Linked DNA regions of Zea mays: region 2 is linked to region 1. Evidence: chromatin contacts called from public Hi-C data. All regions are on one chromosome and are shown on one strand. Each heading gives the region's core, a stretch centred on a gene start, on an enhancer-like site or on the middle of the called end of the contact. The rest is flanking DNA. Distances are from core to core; before and after follow the strand shown.

Region 1 (4,659 bases), core at 382-2,881:
AAATACATCACATTTATTGCAGAAGAGGAAGGAAATAATAGCGCAAGCATTGATATGATAGACGAGATGCTTGATATATTACTATTATTTTGATATATTAACATATATGTAGGTTCAACTCTCGTGGTTTGGAAAGGCCGTTTAGATGTTTATTGGTCCCTTTTGTCATCTATGGGCTTCTAAAGAATTATAAGAGAAGTCAATGAAGAAGAAAAAATTCTATGAACAAGGGTGAAGAGCATACTGTTGGAGGCAATGTATAGGTTCATACGACTAGACGAATGGTAAGACATGACAAGGACTATTTTCAAAAACATATCTATATGCATATGCTACTAATTGCATATATAGGAAGCTTAAACCGGTGTGTTGAGCCCCCACCTGTTGATGTGCCTCTTGGGAGCATACTTGATGGTGCAATTACAGACAAAGTTATGATCGTTAATGGTCCTAAAATACTCAGAATCAATCCCATTATTATGCAAAGATGATGTTGTCCTGACTCCATAACGCTATTCTCAGTGGTAGTTTCATCACACTATTTCCAATATTGCCATGTTAATAAAAGTAAGTTAAAATGAAGAATGAAATATGCTCTTTCAATAAGGAGTTTCATGTTACAATTTCATGGGCTAGCATGTGACTTAAATGTTGTATCTAAATAACCAATAGGAATAGATAAAATAGATGGAGATAAAATAAATTGCCCTTGATGATGGTTCCACACGTTTTCTAATACCTTAACAGGTTGACATAGTTTTCTAGTGATGAAACTAGTTTCAACTATTTCATAATAAATATAGTGTCATGCCATCAAAAATCCTATATGGCATACTAATTAATGTCATAAAATCTCTCATGAAACTTTCATTGAAAATGACCTAATACATCAGTGAGATTTGACGTATACACAAGCACACAATACTAATCCGATGCACGTGTATTGCTACAGATTCTATATGTATCATATGGATAGACTTTGATTTAATAAAACACAAAAATATGTGTCATGTTGGTTAGGTGGGTGAGAATGTGGAGCCAACAACTAAAGTTTGAACCCCATTTGTGGACAATTTTACCTTATTTTTGCATAAAACGGAAAGGAAAAGAGTGACCATGGAAATCTCTATCTCTACCTCTACCTCTACTATATTAAAACACCAGTTTTCTTGGTTCTGCGGTTCTACCGTTGTCACTTTTACAAAGAACTAATTATATTTTCTTGTAATCAACCTGCAGTCAGACAGATCCACATTTAAACATTTAATTGGAAAAAGCTAAAACTATATACAAATAAATATTCGAACTATGGTTGGTGGCTCTAAACTAATATTCACACCCACCTAACTAATAAAACACATATGTATTTATTTTGTTGATTTATAGTTTATACATTAGTGATGCACTGATGCACAATTTTCCGTGTCAGTCCAATGAGGACACTCCAGCCCATTAGGCCCATCAATGGAACCGAGAATATTGCCGCCGCGATGCTGGCTGTTGGTAAAAAGTCAAGTCAACCACCAGAGTGCTTTGAGATTGGAGATCGAAGGTTGAAGGCTGAGGACGGGTCGCTTGTGGGCTTCCTTTTCCCTTCTCTTCGCTTTGTTTTTTATCTTCTCGACAAAACCTCCAAGGCACCTCCGTTCCCCGTTCGTCCTCCACACCTGTATCTCTTCCCCATGGCCGGGCTCGGCGCTGGACTGGGAGCACGCCCTTCCGCGACCTTCTAGGCCGGGCCTTCTAGGACGGAAGGCTCCGGCCACTCACTGTCGCTGCCCCTCTCCGTCCCGTCGGCTCCGGTACGGATAGGCACGATCGCTCTGCCCATGTTCTCTGCATCTGCGTGCCAATTCGTAAAAAAATAGCTTCGCTGCCTGCTCTCGTGTCAGTGTTCTTCCCACCGGGTGGACATTGATACGAGATCATGTGCTAGGCTTCAGAGAACCGCGGCACATTTCGCGGCGCATGCTTACTGGTAAAGTGGTAAATTTAATTGTTGCACTGTACTTCTATCCAATTTATGTCAGTTCCACATACAGACATACTTGCCTTTTGTGCCAGTAATAGTTGAGTTTTGAGTGAACCTATTTTTTTACTTGCTTGGGTTGGTTACATGCCTCCCTTATATGTTTTAGGACTCAGATTGAAAATTAATTTTATGCCGACTCACGTGACATCGTGCTGTTTAAATGATTTTATTGCCACCTGTCCTTAACACTCTGCATGGTTATCAGACACTTCTAGTAAACAATACACTCATGACTCATCTAGTCATCTCCATATCTGTTTCTGCACATATCTAGTTTGCTTTCTCCTTGCTGTTTCAAGGTGCAACTATGGACCCATCGGGTGGCTTTGGATGGAGTGTACTGCTCTAGATAGTTGTGAAGTTGGAGTTCCTAATGTCATTGTCCGCGAAGGCATTTTTTTTGTGTGCAGGTTACAACTAAGGTCGTTTTGCTATAACTAGGCCTAACTAATCCTCCCAGTTTGCATTGTTGGCTTGTTGCCGGCAAATTCGTAGTGCCAAAACGATGCTTTACTGTGTCAAGCAGGCTCACATGGGTGGAAGATGAGCTTATGGAGGTAAGAAAGTATATTTTCTGGCACTCTATGCTGGTTTAAACCCACTTTTTTCTATGGTAGAGTTCTTTTTTCAATATCAATCTCGCACGTCGATCCAATTTTTAACGCTGAAATATGAAAAACAGTACCTGACATTCTACAACTGTCAAAACTGGATGGAACACTACCTGAACCAGTGTAAAGTGGTTTCCAAGGTAGTTTTCTACTTAAGAAAATATAAAAAAAACTAGTTCAGTCTCTAAAAATTCATAACTAATTTACTTCGTTTTTAAAATATGAAATCAGAACCATTTTCTAGAATTGTTATTTATCCGTTGGTAATCTATTTATAGTTTTTTAAATTGATTTATTCGTGTTCCTATTTTTTATTGCTCAAGTGGTGCTCATTATTTGTTTCAATTATTGTTTTACACTGAAGAAGCAGAATATCTCCAAGGAATGACTTGGGACGAGGTACCTAAGAGATATGAGTGGAATATCTTCAAGATGTTAGCTAAGGATAGGTGCGCTCGGAGACTAGCAATTAACATGTATGAACCATGATCTTTGTCTCTTTTTCTATTTACCCTTAACTCTACTGTATTGTCTTTTACTCTTTTGGTGTTTTTTCCTTCTATTCTTGTTTCTTGTGTGTTTAATCTCTAGCTTACCCTAACTTATTTGGGACAAAAAGGTTATGTTGTTGTTGTATTGTTTTGCACTGAAGGGGCGGTCTATCTGAGTCACCAGGTTGCGGGTTGTATTTGTGGGGGAACGTTTGCCTCGTTTTATGCCTTCCCCAGACCCAACTCATGGGAACCTCCAATGCTGGATTCTGGATTTCGTAATATTTGACTGTCTATCAGTTCGTACGCGTCTTCTTATGATAATCTTGTAGTTTGTGGGTTATCTACATTAAACTAATACACCAAATTCTCCGCAAAAAAAAAACCTAATACACCATGACCAACTTTCATCACGGGTCACATTTAATGATTCTGCTAACATATCAATACACTTCCACATTTGGTATCAAAGAAAAGGCCACCTTTGAGGCGTGGAAAGGCCGACCATCTTATGTTAGTTCAAAAGGATTGCCAGAACTATGCAAGGGCTTAATGGATTACTGGAACGAGAGCTGCTTGCAAACTTGTTGCCCATGTTCTTGACTTTGCTGGGACTTCAGTTAAGGTAAGCATATTCATTTGCAGATGACTGGATTGTTTTTCTAACTCAATTATTAGCTTCCTATAATTTAATAACGCAGTATTTGTTTCAATCTCATTCTAGCCATCCATTACTTCAAATGAAATTGACGCAGCAGTTCATGATATGATCATTGAGGCTGCTACCTATCCTTCTCCACTTGGATATCGTGGATTTCTATATGTACATCAGTAAATGAGTCTGTCAAGGGATACCTGATTCAGCTCCTCAGATGCAGGTTATGGATAATGAAATTTGCCTCCTCGCATCTCTATTCACTGTAGTAGCTAAGTACCATGGGCTAACCAAGTTTTTTCTGCTGCAGAATGGGGATATTATAAATATTGATGTAAATGTGTTCCAGAATGTAAGAAACCTCTCCTAAAATGTGCCACAGTCAAATTGGATGATGTTTCCCATTTGTAATTAGTTTGGTATGTTCCTGAACAGGGATACCATGGGGGTACCTTCAGAACATTTGCATGTGGACAGGTGAATGATTCTATCAAGCATTTTCTCAATGTAAGCCATTATTGTTGTGTGGTTCATTCAGTAATCAATAGCTGCCCTGATTTGTATAATGCACATTTTGCCATGTTTCTGTGGTGCGTGTATGTCTGGTTTTCACGAACATTTGTAATGTCAGTTCGAGTTTAAAAATCTCGGGTTAAAACTAGACCCTGGAAGCACTCAGTTTTTTAAAAACTGATTTATGAAATTGAAGTGGTTCTAAACACATCAGTTTATGTCTCAATTTACAGAAACTGAATTTTTAGTTTCTTAAAAACCAAGAAGGTAGTCTCCTCTAGCTAAAATCACTTTATAAAAATTAAGGTGGTCCAAACACCATTAACCATTTTTTTATAAATCAGTTTCTAAAAACTG
Region 2 (4,074 bases), core at 1,450-3,949, 310 kb after region 1:
TGGCCGTAGGTAGATGGTGCGGCATTCAGATTCATGTTCTGAGTAGGTAGACACTGGATATTTGAAAGTTGTGGTTGCACTTGTGCACCGATGTTTTGGTCAATATAATTCTCCTGAAACATACATAGCAAGATTGTTAGAAGCACTAATAAAGAAACCACATATTGCAAGTTAAAGAGTATACAAAACTGCACATACAGCATCAAAATAACCAATCTTGGGTGTGGGTCTCCGAAGCCCCGATGGCTTAAGGCCTTTTCCCTGGTTGGTTATTTCTGCAGTAGCTTTTAAATTATCTCTAGATGCTGCTGTTCCAGAAGAATGTCCCTCTGTGACAATAGGAGGCCTAAACTTTGGATTCGGATGGCAGTCATTGCTCTTCCTGAGGGAGGGGGACAGTGCATTCAAATTATCGGATGTATGACTCATCTTCCCTACGGTGGAAGCAGTTGAAGCCCCAGATATCACAGAGCTCATGCTGTCCATGGAGCTGCTAGGTGAAATGCTTGGTGATGCACGGTCAGCATGGCCCTTAGCTGGGATCCTGTTCCCTGATGATCTTGAGGGTATAGTTTTGCTGATATCAGATTTTGATGACGGACGAACAGGGACCCTCTGAGCAGGTCTATTCTTGATGCTTAGTGTTGCTGATTTAGTTTTGGCTTCTGGCTTAGTGTCCATCAACATACAATGGGAAGAAGTTGCTGCTGATGTGAAGAAACCTGATTTCAAGATTGAACTGGAATTTGTACCCCTGCCAGATCGCAGGACAGCTGAAGTACTGGCAGTTTTACCAACTGCCTGCCTGTTGACAGCACCCCCTGAAAGACAAAATACATATTAGGCTACGTTTATGTTATATTGTTCTATGCAGGGGTTCTCGATACTAATGAGTGAACAAAAATGCATGCCAATTTACACACCAGTGCTGTTTCTTTTGTCTGAAGCCCTAGAGGTGACAGTTGTATTAGTTGATGATCTCATCATAGCAACTCTTGGCAAAGCCCTAGGAGGCTTTGAGGATATCTTTGCTTCTGCAGCTCCTGTTAAATTCTTCTTAAGAAAAAATGCAAATATGAAGCTGAAATCAGAATATCGCACAGCACAGAACTTTTTAATTAAAAAGATCAAGCAAAAAAATAGGTCGTGCATCCACAGACATGGTGAGTAATTAAAAAGATCAAGAAGAAATACTAATCACTGGGATTTTGATTGCATGTTCAGGTAAGTAATTCAAATATAAATTTAGACAAGGGGATACTTTACATATTAGACAAGGCAGACTGAAGCTTAGCTGGGTTTACTTAATAATTTCAGTCAATTGCAAAGTCAGAAACTAGCACGCATTGCCTATGAACATTTTAGTAACAAAATAAATTGCTAAACAAGCATCCAATTATGGTGAATGGATAAAAAACTACAATGGGAATCACTGACAGGGGACATACATCTCTTGCAGCCACAGGCTCGTTGATGGTGACTTGGGGCCTTTGTCTGCTAACAGCTCCTTGGCTTGTTGAAACAGGGGCCCTCATCTGACAATAAGCAAATGTAATCAGTGATGATAAATGATTACATAAATTTGAAATTGAACAATATGATCAACTGAGCATACCTTTGACTGTGGCATCCGATCAACACCTTTTCTAGCTGGAAGGAACAATGGAATATGCTCATCAGTTATCAACAGCAGACAAAGATCGCTAGAGTTAAAATTTTGGATGTTAACTAGCATGTTGTGTCAGCATTTGAGGCTTGTTACCTGCAACACGAGGTGCATTTGCTGTGGCCTTTGGGGGGTTTGAGGCAGCAACGGGCCGACCTGAAAGTTTATCAGGTTTGCCAAGAGATCTCTGGATCGAAGCACGGACATTATCAAATAGTTCAGTCTCAAGGCTTTCCATCGCCCAGGTTTCACTTTCCAGAGTTGAGGTTGTTGACTCCCCTGATCTCCTCGTTTCCTCAATGATTCCAGGCAGCCTGGAACCTTGGGCCTTACGATAGGTGCTGTTTACAATGGCTAATTCCTCAGTGTCGAGAACCCCTGCATAGACCAGGAAAGATTAAGAGTTGCGATCAATCTGCATAATTAAGGTTTACCAGAGTGTATAACGAGAGGCAATAATTCCAGAAAACAGATAGAGTTTCACATGGGTGGGGACCAGGAAAAAACAAAAGCGAAGATGAACCTTCACTGGTAAAAAATTCGCTGTCCCAAGCCAAGCTCTTGCGGAGGTTTACCCCCTTCTTGGCCTTGCGCTGCTCCGGGGACTCCGTCCGCTCGGGATCTTCCCGCTCCTCCATCACACAGTCCGGATCCGTAGCCCGAACCACCGCCGATGGAGAAACGCCGGAGGAGGTTGCCTCGGCTCCCACTAGAGACTCTAACGGAAAATCGTCGCCCGTCAGATCCACAAAATCGCAACCAAAATAGCAGGCACCAATCCCGCGCGATGGGGGGGCAACACCTCACCTGCGTGGAGCGGATCGGGACGCCGCGGGGCCGGTGAGACGAGGTTGAAGAGAAGATCGTCCTCGGTGGAGACGTCGATGAGGAAGAGTCCCTCCATAGGCGCAGCGAGGAGTCCTGCGGCCGGCCGGAGTCGCTGGGGATCGGTACCGGTGGGAAACCCCTAAATCGCCGCCGGTGAGGGATTCAAGAGGGAGAGAAGGCGAAGACGAGCTGGAGAGACGTTGAAGATGATGAGGGGCGACCGCGCGAGGGTAAATGGGTAATGAGTGGGATGATTTAAATTTTGGCGAGTTTGGGCTGTATTTTCGTTGGGCCGTTTTTAGGGTTGGGTATTGGATCTGTGGGTCACACGTTTCATGGGCTTTGTCTTTCAGCGGTCTGTTTTTTCTTCTTCTTTTTGTTAGTCCATTTCAAATGCGCTTGCTAACGCTACAGCTACAGGGAATAATTAGTAGGGGGACTTCTAAACTCGTGTCCTTAGTTCAACATAAAACTGAAGGAGAAATATAACTAAAACACATGATTACTCAACATAACACAACATAATTTGAGTAATAAGAACATCAATATGTCGTAACAAAAAACAAGTAGTATTATCCTTACATCCCTCAAGCAGCTGATACCAGCTTTTCTCTGAAATCCGACAGAAGATGAGAATACATGGCTCTTGAGAACCAAGCTAACAATCTTGAAGCAAATATGCAAAGAATAAACCATATGCAAATTTAGCATAGTTGTACCTCTGTTTTTCCAGGTTGGATGCAGTTGGTTTGCTGGATACAATTCCATCGATGTATAGTGACTGGACTGTCCTTTTATCACAAGCAGTAGTGGCGGACGCAGAACAAAATTTTAGCTGGGGTGACATCATAAGAGACAAATCATGATACTAGACGACTAGATAAAAATAACTTCATGATAATAACGAGGTTATGTGATAATACTAGGAGCGTTCTAAAATGATATGAATATCAGAAAACCATTTTGGCCACCCTACAGAAAGGCGGAGAGAGGGGAGAGCACCAGGGTGAAGTGGCCACATCGACGCGTCGTTGTGGCGAGTCTGCCTTGAGATGGCCATGATGAGGCAGCAACATGCGAGGGGCAGCGAGGGCAAGCGACTGTAGGCAGTGGCAAGCGACAACAATTGTTGCATTGCGACAACATGGTGGGACCTGGTGACATAGTGAGGGTAGATGGTGGTGGCACCATGGTGCCAAGGCAGAATCCCACCAATAGCTTGCCCACCAGTCGATGCGAACTAGGAGGCAAAGTAGTGGCGCTGCATGTGGGATCCCGACAATGTGATGAACTAACGAGTGACGAGAAGACAAGATGACACTGGTAGCAGACGGGTTTGGTCACCCACTATCAATCCAGTCATGACCGAAGGAGCGATCGAGCCACGAGTAGCTAGCCGCTAGAGGAAGGAATCGAACGACTTGGATGGAGAGCGGGCTGAGCAATGTGTTGTCGAGAAAAAGTTAGATCAAAACTAGATTTGGTTGTACCTACTATATAAAAGTTTTTTTTATTTTGATGTATATCTAAATCTAGGTATAATAGCATATAAAAATTGAGGTGGGGCCATGACCCCCTTT

The links. Hi-C and Micro-C count contacts between places; a contact is called where the count stands out from the background.
Region 2: a contact with region 1 is called in a Hi-C map of tassel, with 1.6 times the contacts expected there. The contact joins the promoter of LOC100193912 here to the promoter of LOC100285928 in region 1. A contact is called at or near these places in 3 of 25 Hi-C or Micro-C datasets (ear, leaf and tassel).

Annotation. Positions count from the first base shown.
Region 1 is chr7:161,390,985-161,395,643 of Zm-B73-REFERENCE-NAM-5.0, forward strand. LOC100285928 (glucan endo-1,3-beta-glucosidase 3) reads left to right here and starts at 1,632. Exons shown (of 11, transcript NM_001413829.1): 1 at 1,632-1,802; 2 at 2,443-2,589; 3 at 3,014-3,119; 4 at 3,607-3,759; 5 at 3,859-4,012; 6 at 4,100-4,141; 7 at 4,225-4,296.
Region 2 is chr7:161,703,107-161,707,180 of Zm-B73-REFERENCE-NAM-5.0, forward strand. It overlaps LOC100193912, which reads right to left and starts at 2,700. Exons shown (of 10, transcript NM_001359333.1): 1 at 2,474-2,700; 2 at 2,190-2,384; 3 at 1,763-2,044; 4 at 1,616-1,650; 5 at 1,449-1,535; 6 at 924-1,053; 7 at 199-821; 8 at 1-113. The coding sequence starts at 2,570.